3 separate regions of the Hordeum vulgare genome follow, and all the other regions are linked to region 2. The links are chromatin contacts, called in public Hi-C maps. All regions are on one chromosome and are shown on one strand. The core of a region is the stretch at or near the end of the contact, and the rest is flanking DNA. Distances in the headings are between cores, read along the strand shown.

Region 1 (4,168 bases), core at 815-3,314, 210 kb after region 2:
ATTATGGGATGGAGGGAGTAATAATGGTCTTTCTTCCTAGCCCCATTTCAATGGTGTTTTAAGCTATCATTGAAGGTTGCTTGGAGGTGTGTCTTTGAAAGCACATATGCTCCCTTGGTGTTTTTGATAATTCATGACAACATACATTTTCTCTTGAACTAATAGCTTTATCTAGTTTATTTCACATGAAGTTCACAGAGAAGATTGGCTGGATTGTGAGGAAAAGCCCTAAGGAAGTAGAAGAATAAGATTGGCCAAGCTTCGAACTTCAAGACTCTACATTTTGCATTTTGTGAGAAATCATATTTAAGTCCATAGGAAAGCCAATACTATTAGAAGGGATGAGGTGTCTATGATGATCTGGTTGCTCAAGTGCTTAGAGTTAGCCACCAAAAACCCTCATGAAATTCTCCCGTAAATATTCTTTCCAAAGTCTAAATACTCAAATTCAATGATAACAACATTTCCAAATCGGCCTTACCAAGTTTTACCCTAGACAAAATCCAAAGCCAAACCAATAATCTTGGTACCACCAAGTCTTGATTTTGGTGAACCGAAAACCAGTGACCAACTCCCTCGTTACCATTTGTTGAAAATAGGAATTTCCTATTTGCAAATCGGTGCCACCAAGTTTGGATAACTGCCTAGGTCAGGAAAATCGGATTCATCGAGATTTATATATAGGTCTCACCGAAACGTCAAAAATTGCCACATTTTGCACTAGTCGGTGCAACCGAGTTTTTTGCTTCGGTTTCACCGAGTTGGGCAATAATGTTGTAACGGTTGTATTTTTGAGATATCTATATAGACCCCTCCACCTACCTCGCATTCATAGAGGAAGCACTCAGAACATACCAACACTTGCCCCATCCATTATGAGAGAACCACCTAATAATGTGTTGAGATCAAGATATTCCATTCCTATCATATGGATCTTGATTTCTAGCCTCCCAAAGTTGCTTTCCACCTAATCAATCTCTTCTACCAAAGCCAAATATGTGAGAGAGTGATTGAGTGTTGAGGAGACTACCTTTGAAGCACAAGAGCAATGAGTTCATCATACTTACCATATTTATTACCCTGTGAAGAGTGGTGTCTTCTAGATTGGTTAGACGTCCCTTGTGGATGGAGCCTTCCGCGGACTCGTACAACCGTTACCCTTCCTAGGTTGAAGTCTCCATCAACGTGAGCATACGATAGCATCAGCTATCGAAATCACGTAAAAAATCACCGTGTCATCCTTTGCGTTGGATCTTCCTACCTCTACTTATTACTTTCACGTGCGTGTCTTTACATTTCGCTGCTATACTCGTAGACTTGCATGTATAGGATGCGTTTGACTTGCTATAATTGCTAAAATCTACCAACCATTAAAATTAGGAAAATGTTAAGTTTTAATTTTGTCAAGTAGTCTATTCACCCCCTAGACATTCCTTCTAATGATCCCAGAGTCTTCGATGGATCTCGTAAAATTTGTTCGACTTTGTCTTCGGTTGAAGTACTTGGATTCACTCCTTGTTAGTTTGCGTCCATGTGTTTATAGTTTGAATATATACGTCCAATATATACATGTTTTATTGATGATGGTTGCTAGACGATGGTTGGTATTACGATTCGGTTATGCAACAAGCTTTGTTCAACCTCCATAAGGAGGGTTTCCTTTAGCTCGTTCGAGTGTTTAGAGTCGTCACTAAGTGGGAATTTAGATGTAATTTTTATTACTTTGATAATTGTTGAATAAGTAGTCCATCCGTTCCAAAATAAATGTCTCAAACTTAATAGTATAATTTTGTATTAGAGTTAGTACAATATTTTAACACGGATGGAGCATTAGAAAGCTTTTTCTAAACTGGATCGCTGAATCCATCAACACGTCAACACGATCTCTGGTTGGCGCGTACACGGTCAATTACCTGCACCAACCAATCACGGTCCGGCGCACCCGTGGACCGAGGCACCGTAGAAATTACCAAGCACCACAGCGGCTCCGGTGGCGTCCGGCCAACTCCGCACACGCGCGCGGACGAAGCAAACCCAACCCAACCGCACCGGCACGGGCAGAGCACGGCGAACCCGCACAAGCAACCCCCCACCCCACCCCCGCCGCGGCCGCTACAAAGCGCCGCCATTCCCGCACGCCACCGCCACCGCCACCTCCCTCCCCCACCTCCGTCGCGCGCGTGCCCGGCGGCAGCACAGCAGCGGGAGACCACCGCGCCACATCCCGAGGCGCGCGCATTTCCCCAGCATGCGCCCGGATCCCGACGCCACCCCGCCCCAAGTCAAACCCACCGACGCGCGCCCGCCTGCCTAAAACTCCACCCCGAGGCTCGCGCTGCGCGGCCACCAGGCAGATCGACCCTTCCCTCCCCTCCCCTCCCCCACGCCGACGCGCGCGGAGCGGAGCGGACGGACGGGAGCGCTGGATCCCGCGGAGGATCTAGAGGCGGTCAAGCAGCCGTCGCCCCCCGGCCCCGGGGGCCGCATCCGCTACCGCACGCCCTCCTTGCCCGACCTCCACCTCCTGCCCGCCGACAAGATGCGCCGCTACTCGCAGCTGCCGGGGGCCGGCCGCCAGGACACGCTCGCCGACCGCGTGCACCGCTACCGCGGGGTGCTGCTCGTCGTGCTCGCGCCCCTCGCCCTCGTCTCGCTCGTGCTCCTGCTCATGCCGCGCGCGCCCTCCGGGGCCGCCCAGAGGCCCCTCGGAGGAGGAGGGGCCGCCGCCGTCGCCGCCGGGGACAAGAAGTACGCCGTCATATTCGACGCCGGCAGCTCCGGCAGCCGCGTCCACGTCTTCTGCTTCGACGGCAACCTGGATCTGGTCCACATTGGCACCGACATCGAGCTTTTCGTCCAGGTAAGACGACGGCCCGTTCGTCCATCGGATCTGGATCTGATCTAGGTTATTGTCAGCTGAATTCCGTTCCACTTCCCCTCTCGCAGAAAAAGCCTGGACTTAGCGCGTTCGCCAATGACCCGCGCGAGGCTGCTCAATCGCTCGTCTCTCTCATTGAGAAGGCCAAGGAAGTGGTTCCGGCCGAATTGCGCGACCAGACGCCGGTCAGAGTTGGGGTGAGTTGTTTGTTCACACTAATTGATTTTGTAATCGGTGCTCGTTGATGTTCTTAGCTTTCTTCTTCATTCACAGGCCACCGCAGGCTTAAGAGCGTTGGGAGCAGGAAAATCCGAAGAGATATTGCAAGCGGTAAATGGTCTTCTATCATATCAGTCCCATTGTCATCATTATCATTATTGTCTGCATTGAGAGCTATTATGTTGTTCTCTTGTTTCAGTGAGGTTATCTTTACCAATTTATCATGATTGATCATCAATCTGGATACTAACGCATCCACAAACATGCAGGTTAGGGATCTTCTTCGTGAAAAGAGTTCATTTAAGAACCAGCCGGATTGGGTTACAGTTCTTGATGGAACCCAGGAAGGTGCATATGAATGGGTAGGATGCTGGCCTTGCTTTTACATATGGTTGCGTTTCATGTTATTCTAAGGCTCTTGAGTCTCGAGCAAAAAAATATTGTCACTGCATTATTTCGTTTTTTAGAAGACTACATGCCATTTTTCTAATTTATGAACTGGTGTTTGATGGTTTATATGTAAAATTGGATGCAAGTAGAGTTCAAGGTAACCATCAACCAAGCCTAGTAGTGGTTACGTCGTGCAATAAGCAGAGTGTTTAGGAATTCGTCATAAGCTTTGCTGCTTTGTTTAGCTTCTAGTGCAGGGACATATACCATATAACTCTCATTTACTCTTCTATATTCTTACAGGTTACCATTAATTATCTGTTGGGAAAACTGGGAAAGACGTATGCAGACACAGTTGGTGTGGTTGACCTTGGCGGTGGATCTGTCCAAATGGCGTATGCTATCCCAGAGAAGGATGCTGAAAAGGCTCCTAAACCGGCAGATGGTGAAGAATCATACGTGAAAAAGCTTTTCCTTAAAGGGACAACATATCATCTTTATGTCCACAGGTTGATATTATAACTTCTGTTAGCTTTTTGCTGTTACTTCCTGTTTAGCCGAATTATTGTCCTGGTAATTTGTGAACCCTCTGCTGATGTTTCTAAGCATAACACAAAGTAATAATTATCAAAACATATTTAAACACCTGATGGTGGTACGATCCTGCAAATCTTGTTTATG
Region 2 (4,325 bases), core at 44-2,543:
CTGTTGGTAAGACGTGTCATACGAGCCATACGTAGAATGGGCATATGCATATGTATCCTCTTTTGCGTTGTCGTAAGAAGATAGCCACTGTCTCCGAGTACAAAAACAACGAAGGAATCGGTCAATAGAATACCGACGAAGGAAGATATATACTGTACTACGTACTGTATTTATTAATAATATGATAAGAGTATACTAAAGCATGATAAACTGAAGAATGATGCGGTGTATTTCCTCACATTGCTCTGATCGTGCGCTTCGCCGGCGTTGTGCCACTGCACATTCCCAATCGCTGGCACCTCGCCGTGGTCGTGCCACTGCTCATTCCCAATTGCTGGCACCTCGCCAGCGTCGTGCCACTGCACATTCCCAATGGCCGGCACCTCGCCGGCATCGTGCCACTGCACCCTCCCGATTTCCGGCGGCGGCACCTCGACCACCACGGCGTCCTCCACTCCCCCCTTCTTGTTGGCGTACACTGGGACCCCGTGGCAGTCGGTCCCAATCCGCCGCTCCCCGTACCCGTCGGCGTGGCCGAAGAGGAAGTCCAGCCCGCGCATGCACTGCCTCCAGTAGTCGCGCGGCCCGCACCGCGAGTGGCAGCAATGCGACCCCGCCGCCAGGTACGGCCAGCGCCGGAACACCTCCGGCGTGGGGTACACGGGCGGCCACCGCGGAGCGTCCCCGTAGTCGTGCGGCTTGGGCCAGTAGAACGGCTCCGCGACCGGCACCGGAGCCGGAACCGGCGAAAAGGGCGGTGTCCTCGCCGGCTCTGGCGATGGGACCGGCCGAGGCTTCGGGGGCGAAGCTGGTGGCGGCTGCGGCGTTGCGGGGGCAGGAGCAGTCACGGGGGCGGGCACGGGCGGCCGCGGAGAGGGGCGCGCGGGGGCGCCGTCGGGGGAGGAGATGGGGTAGCACGTGGAGGTGGAGGGCGGGAGCGGGGCGCCGTAGGTGGCGGAGATGTCGTAGCCGCCGCCGTAGGGGTGCGGGTTGTACTCGTAGTACTCGTCGTCGTCGATCTGGCCATCGTCGTCGGCGGCCGCCATGGAAGAGCGGTGCTCAGCGGTGGTTACGGCTGTGGGCGTCGGCTGGAGAGTGCCAGACTGGGGTGGCGTGAGCGTGAGCGAGTAGGCGAAGTGGGAGCAGAGCAGCGCATGTGCGGGGTGGGGGGGCGGCGGCTGGTGGCATGTTGATTTCGGGGTGATGGCGACGGCGAGGCGGTGACGGAGGAGTCGTTTGGAAGCCACCGCACGGTTGGGAGGGGAGAAGATGCCGCCGTGGTATTATTGCGCACCGAGCTCGAGGGCGTGCGATCGGAGTGGGTGAGGTGGCGGTTTGGCACCGGGATCAAAGTTTCCCTTTTTCTTTTAGGCGGCGCCGGTGGGCCGGCCCAAATTGGTCGTACCACAGGGTTTGGATCTCGATCGTGTGGGTCGTTGAATCCTCGTAAAAAAAAACGTTCACCACTATCCTCTCTTCTTCTCCACGCGTCTTTCGTTCCTGTCTCCTGTCGTCGCCTGCCGCCCCTGCCGCTCGAAGCATTGTGCCATCTTCGTCGTGCTTGTCGCTGCTCATAGCCGCCCTCGTCCATGTGTCCGTCGATGTCCACGGGGCTCGTAGAAATCAACCACAAACATCTCATCCCGACTGAAGCGTCCGGTGGATAGTTCATCGTGGAAGAAAAAGAACGGATGCAACAAAACAAGTTGTTGGTAGTAGCAATAAATAAATACAGTTGTAGTAAAAAACATCTCGCCGTCGTTGTCGCCGGTTGTAGCTCGGCATGCACGCTCGCAACAAAATTGAGTCATGACTGTAGCACACGACACCGTCGGTTTCAACAAAAAATGACACAATTGGTTGCAAAACATTTTGGTTGAAACTTTCTCAAAAACTATCGTTAAAGCTTTCCATCTGTCGGATGAAGATTTTTTTTAAACGATTGCAACATTTCATGTGTTTCAAAAACTGGTTGAAGCTTTCTCAAAAACTCTGGTTGAAGCTTTTTCATGTGTTGGATGGAGTTTTTTCTAAACGGTTGCAACATTTCATGTGTTCTAAAAATGGTTGAAGTTTTTGTAGTCATTGGATGAAGATTTTTCTATATGTGGTTGAAGCTTTTTCATCCGCGGGATGAAGCTTCTGTTAGAACGGTTGTAATTTTTGTGTATTCTGAAGTCTGGTTGAAGCTTTTTTATCTATTAGATGTAGCTTTTTACGTCCATGGTTGTAGCATTGGCGTCGTCGTTTGCAGTTGTCCTGATGTCGCCATTGCAGCTCTGTGACAGCCCGAGACCGACGATTCAGAAGATTTCCCTTTTATTCCGTTTTCGTCGTGTGATTATTTTTATTTGTCGCATCATCATCGCATCATGCGCATCATCCGCATTGCATCGGCATCCCGTAGCCGCCAGTTTCAAAACTTGCATCCGTTGTTAGTTGCCGGTTCTCGTCTTTGCCCGTTCTGAGCCCGACCACACTCGCACGCGCCTGCGACATCGTTTGAATCCTGTTTTTAGAAATGTATGTAAAAATTTCTCTGATTGGGTTGAAACTTGGCGTGCGGTCGTATTTAGATATAGGTAGGCCAACTGTCAAATTTCGTTGCAATCGGAGTCCGTCTGGTACCCGAACGGTCGACCGTAGCGGCACCGTATTCGGTCTTTCGTAGACGTTTTATCGATGTTTTAAAATAGTTGTCGGGTGCCCGTTTCCCTCTCTTCTCCGGATAACCTACACTACATGGCCAATTAGCCCGTCCCGCGTTCGGAATTGTTCGATTTCGATCGCGCGGTTGAAACCGGGGCGAAATTCTGCTAACCCTAGCCCCTTTTCCCTATATAAATACCCCTCCCCTACCTATTTGAGTGCCCCCCCTAATCCTCCTCGGGATCTGTGCCCGAAACCCTAACCCCAACAGCTACCTCTCTCTCCTCTCAGCCACCGCGGGCCTGCGAGCCCATATCTGGCCCGCCAGGGCCCGAGCCGCCACGCCGCCTGATACGTCTCAAACGTATCTATAATTTTTGATGGTTTCACGCTGTTATCTTGTCTTCTTTGTATGTTTTATGTACCTTCTTATATCTTTTTGGGACTAACTTATTAATTCAGTGCCAAGTGCTAGTTCCTGTTTTTTCCGTGTTTTTGACTCTTTTCAGATCTGATTTTGGAACGGAGCCCAAACGGAAGAAAAACCCCGAAATGATTTTTTCCCGAACGGAAGAAGTCCAAGGGGCTTTTGGGCCAAGCCAGGTGGGCTCCAGGGAGCCCACAAGCCCCCACTCCGCCACCAGGGGGAGGCAGCGGTGGGCAGGCTTGTGGCCTCCCTGGCCGCCCCCTAACCTAGGTCTTGCGCCTATATATTCCCAAATATTCCACAAAAAATCAGGGGAGCCTCGAAAAAACTTTTTCGCCGCCGCAAGCTTCCGTTTTCGTGAGATCTCATCTGGAGACCCTTCCCGACGCCCTGCCGGAGGGGACTTTGGAGTTGGAGGGCTTCTTCATCATCATCATCGCCCCTCCAATGACTCGTGAGTAGTTCACTTCAGACTTACGGGTCCGTAGTTAGTAGCTAGATGGCTTCTTCTCTCTCTTGGATCTTCAATACAAAGTTTTCCATGATCTTCATGGAGATCTATCCAATGTAATCTTCTTTGGCGATGTGTTTGTCGAGATCCGATGAATTGTGGACTTGTGATCAGATTATCTATGATATATATTTGAGTCTTTGCTGATTTCTTATATGCATGATTTGATATCCTTGTAAGTCTCTCCGAGTCTTGGGTTTTGTTTGGCCAACTAGATCTATGATTCTTGCAATGGGAGAAGTACTTGGTTTTGGGTTCTGCGATGTGGTGACCGTTCCCAGTGACAGTAGGGGCAGCAAGGCACACATCAAGCAGTTGCCATCAAGGGTAAAAAGATGGGTTTTTATCATTGGTTTGAGATTATCCCTCTACATCATGTCATCTTGATTAAGGCGTTACTCTGTTCTTATGGACTTAATACACTAGATGCATGCTGGATAGCGGTCGACGTGTGGAGTAATAGTAGTAGATGCAGAAAGTATCGGTCTACTTGTTTCGGACGTGATGCCTATAGAAATAATCATTGCATAGATATCATCACGACTCTACACAGTTCTATCAATTGCTCGACAGTAATTTGTTCACCCGCCGTCTACTTGCTTTCATGAGAGAAGCCACTAGTAAACACTACGGCCCCTGGGTCTATTCACATCCATCATTTACATCTCCGCTTTTACTTTGCTTTGTTACTTTATTGCTTTCAGTTCTCACTTGGCAAACAATCTATAAGGGATTGAC
Region 3 (4,086 bases), core at 1,575-4,074, 240 kb before region 2:
GCTAAAAGATCAGTTTGGTGAAATGCTTACTTCCCTGCACTGCTGGATGAAAGCTAAGTGTGATGAAAGGAACAAATGGTGATGATGATGGTGATTTGTTTAGCGTTAAATTCCACCTTTGGTCACTGTCAGTGTTAGGGCTGGTGGTGGAATCGCCTGAGGTTTCATCCTTATCAGCTCCGTTGACCGCATTCTTGTGAGGAAAAAGGAAGCCGCAGCCATTGCCTTGCTCCCCTGTTACAAGAAGATCAGCACAGCAAATGTGAGCAACACTGCATCTGTTGTGGCCAGGTAAATAAGCTGTTCTCTGTTGGCCACACACAGGTAATACCGGAATCGGGCGGCGACTCGAGGGTAGGGGTGGTGGCAGTCGTGTGGGTGGGGCTGAACGGCTTGGCGATGGGAGTCGGCGCGGTGGCGGCGGCGGCAGCCGCGGCCGAGCGTGTCTTGAGGTCGAGCATCTGCAGCCCCATGAGGCGCCGGCTCTGAAGCTCGATCGCCTGCTGCAGCTCCACCGCCTGCTGCTGCTCCTCCAGCTTCCTCCTCAGCAGCATCTCGTTGGCGCTGTTGGAGTGCTGCAGCATCCTCGCACCTGGAATCCAATCCAGCACACACTCACTTATCATGCATCAAAACAATCAACAAACACTGAAGCTGCAGCTAGCAACTGAATGTCACAATGACGAACCAATCTGGTGGAGATCGAAGGGGTCTCTGGCGTCCAGCCCGGTTGGAGACCCGCAGCTGGAGAAGTCCACTCTCTCGCCCTGCTGCTTCCTGCAGAGCAGCAGCGGAAAATAAATGGTCATGGGGATGTTGTGGTTAGTTACTGCTGCCGGAAGCAAGCGGCAAAGATGGATCGCCATGGGCTTGCCTGAACTTGTCGGGGACCTTTCCCTTCTCCTTGTAGGGCTTGACGAGCACGCGCGCGTCGCAGATGAAGTGCGGGTTGCCCTTGGCCAGGATCAGCTTCACCGTCTCCGGGTAGACGAAGGTGACGAACCCGAACATGCGCTTCTGCTGGTAGGGGATGCGCACGTCGTGGACAGGGCCGTAGATGCTGCGGTTCGGAGGAAGAGCAAGGTTAATACCGGCGAGGCTTGCAGCCGGAGCGGAGGTAGAGCTGTGGTGTGCGGGCGAGCACGGTGAAGTTACCTGAAGTAGTTGGAGACGTCCTCCTCGCGGAAGGTGCTGTCCGCCGGGAAGGTGAGGTAAATCTGCCGGGACCCCGGGTTCATCATGCTGGCGAAGTCGCCGCGGTCGAGACGGGGGCGGTTCATGAACTTGTGCGCCTCGTCGCCGCCCAGCATCAACGCCGCTGCGGCAGCCGCGGCCGCGGCCCTGCGAATCGGAGAGCAACCGGTGAGCTGCCGGCCGGTAGAAACGAGAGCGAGGAGCTCGTAGGTGGCGAGGGTGGTGGGTATTTACCTTTGGCCGTCGTTTTGCTGCTGCTGCTGCTGCTGCAGGAGCAAGCTGAGGCACTTGCTCGCCGCGGAGGGGGAGCCAGGGAGGGAGCCGGTGGGCGAGTAGGCGAAGCCGGCGGCCGCGGCCAGGCGCTGGGACTTGGAGCGGAGGAGGAAGTCCTGGCACTGTTGCTCCACGGCGGCCTGGTCCATCTTCGCGCCGGCGAGGTCGTCGGGGAAGCCGCCGTGCACGAACCGGCAGGCGCTCCCGTTTTTGCAGTACCCGCGCGCGTAGTAGAGGCACGGCTTCCAGCCGAGGCCGTCGCCGCCCCCGAAGCAGAGCTCGCTCACCGACGCGCTCCTGCGGTGCCCCGGCCCGCCGTTGGCCCACCCGGCGCCGTACGGGAAGAGCCCTCCGTCGCCGCCGCTGGGGCTGCGGCACTCGCCGTTGTCGAACAGCGGGAGCTGGCGCCCTCCCCCGCCCATGCCTCCCTCGCTGAGGAACGCGAGCTGGTCCTGCAGGTGGAGCTCGTCGAGGATCAGCGAGTCCCCGCCCCCGCCGAAGAAGGGCGACTGCGGGCCGTTGGCTGGACTCATCAGCTCCTCCCCGACGCCCGCCATCTCCTCCGCGGCGCTGCCATTGCTGACGCTGTTGCTCCTCGAGAACACCGGGGGCGGGGCCCACGAGGAGGGCGACGAGACCGAGAGCGGCGAGGGCGCCGTGCCTCCGCCGCCGCGGCCGGAGTTCTGGCGCGAGAGCATGAAGGGCGAGTGGCCGGTGGCCGCGGCGGAGGTGGGCGTGCCGGGGCCCGAGGACGCCGGGAGCAGGCCGAGGTCCTTGCGCGCCTTGGCCATGACGGCGAGCAGCAGCGCCTCCGGGCCGAAGGCGAGGCGTATCATCTCCTTCTCGCCGTGGTCCTGGATGAGCAGCAGCCCCATGATCTTGGCCGCGTGGTCCGGGTCCAGCCCCTGGATCCGCGCGAACACCACCTTGGTCGCCTCGTAGGCGTCCATGCCGATCGACGAAGCCCGCTCAACCAACCCTAGCCCGCAAACAACCTCACACCCCCTTCCTCCTCCTCCCTCCTTCCTCGCACGACAACAACAACCAACGACTAGCTAGCTAGAGAGATGGCTCGAGCCGGAGACGAGCGACTCCATGAATCAATCCCCAGAGGTCCTTCGCGGGTTAGCTTGCTAGCGAGCGAGCGGGCTATACTAGTTGCAGCAGCGGCACGAGGGTGGTGCGCACCTTCCCTTCCCTTCCTTGGCCCTCGCGCTGTATCCCAATCTCCCTATGTATAAGCTGGGCTGGCCGCCGTCCCTTTTCCCCGGGAGAGGACGAGGGGCCTCGCCAGTGACGGAAGAAAACTCGCGGGGGCGTCCCCGCAAAATGCCACTGCCTGGCTGCCGCGGTCTGTCCTGCGGTGTTTTTATCTGCTGCTGCGGTGTTTTTGGTTTGGGGTTTGTTTCAGGCGGGATAGATCTGGATCTCCGTGGCCCCCATTTATAAAACCCGATCCACCGCCTCTGTCACTGACCGCCTCGCTCTCGCCCTTTATTTTCCGCCTTTTCTTTTCTCTGCCTTCTTCCTGTGCTCTCTGGACGGACGGACGGATAGGAATACCAAACAGTGCCGTCGTTCAATCAATCTGACGGTAAGAAACTACTGTGCTGCGCGGTAATTTCGTGGCCGGGTGGATCTGTCTGTGATTGATTGACCGGAGCGGCCGCGATCTGGGGTGCTGACCGGGAGGGGCCCCGCGCGGGCGGCGCCCACTCCGGTCGCCGTCCCGGCCCGCTTTGTCCTGCTCCCTCGCCGCGGCCGCTGCTGCCGCTGCGGCGGCCTTTCGCGATAAGAATGGCGCCCGGCCCGACATTTTTATACTCCGTTTGATACCCCGTAGCCAAGCTAAAGCGGGAGCTAGCCTCGCCTCGCCTCGCTCGCCTTTCCGTCGCTTCACAAGGTTTGTTTACTCCCAGATCCTTGTCGTTTGCCCCACTGCCATGTACGAGTAAACACGAGTATTCTTCTCTCTTTTCGCTGCTTCAGAGATTATTGTTGTCCAAGTAATTGTGCTGGCCCTAACTAGCGCCAATTACTTATTTTGGTTCTGCAAACACGAACGAGTAGCTTTTTCTGGGACGAGCCGCACGGAGCGGGAGCATCCCTATCGGGGCGTTCCCCGTCATCCTCCCTCGCCCCCGCTCGCCGTCGCTTTCCTCCTCCCTCTCGGCCTCCACTGGAGTGATCAAACCCAAAAAAATGGAGCGTGAAATACTCCCCTGTCACGCACAGTCGAATGATAATCCAGCATACGTGAAATGAAATGAAAAACAAATGATGCGGATAAACTGCAATTTCCACGTCACTCTCCGTAGGGCCCACCTGCTCTGTTTGCTTGTTGTTGGGCGCGCGACGGCCGCTGTCTGTCCCCCGGCCGCTGCCGCGTCAGCCGGTGCTACGTGCGTGCCCGATCGGATCAACTCGCGACCGTGCGGGTCGGTCTCCCGGCCGCCGGTCATCCGTTCGCGCGGCCGCGGCGAGAGCGCTTGGAGCTCACGATCGTGGTCGAGGCCGCGAAACGAATTCGGTCGCAGGGGCAGGGGGAAAAGCCGAACGAAAGCCAAGTGTGACCGGCGCTGATGCCCACGGATGATGGATGATATGGCGCGAAAAGAC

The links. A called contact is a pair of places that touch in the nucleus more often than the background predicts.
Region 1: a Hi-C map of leaf shows a contact between it and region 2, with 5 times the contacts expected there. The contact joins the promoter of LOC123424692 here to the promoter of LOC123424691 in region 2. A contact is called at or near these places in 4 of 6 Hi-C or Micro-C datasets (leaf and seedling) and 1 of 1 datasets of contacts at active chromatin or transcription factors (embryo).
Region 3: a contact with region 2 is called in a Hi-C map of leaf, with 4 times the contacts expected there. The contact joins the promoter of LOC123424690 here to the promoter of LOC123424691 in region 2. A contact is called at or near these places in 4 of 6 Hi-C or Micro-C datasets (leaf and seedling) and 1 of 1 datasets of contacts at active chromatin or transcription factors (embryo).

What each region holds. Positions count from the first base shown.
Region 1 is chr2H:37,528,926-37,533,093 of MorexV3_pseudomolecules_assembly, forward strand. It overlaps LOC123424692 (probable apyrase 2), which reads left to right and starts at 2,065. Exons shown (of 9, transcript XM_045108357.1): 1 at 2,065-2,860; 2 at 2,947-3,075; 3 at 3,152-3,208; 4 at 3,367-3,459; 5 at 3,791-3,996. The coding sequence starts at 2,540.
Region 2 is chr2H:37,316,513-37,320,837 of MorexV3_pseudomolecules_assembly, forward strand. LOC123424691 reads right to left here and starts at 1,294. Exons shown (of 6, transcript XM_045108356.1): 1 at 240-1,294; 2 at 1-87. The coding sequence starts at 1,046.
Region 3 is chr2H:37,070,567-37,074,652 of MorexV3_pseudomolecules_assembly, forward strand. LOC123424690 (zinc finger CCCH domain-containing protein 53-like) reads right to left here and starts at 2,825. Exons shown (of 9, transcript XM_045108354.1): 1 at 1,429-2,825; 2 at 1,156-1,341; 3 at 875-1,060; 4 at 689-777; 5 at 323-592; 6 at 117-234. The coding sequence starts at 2,417.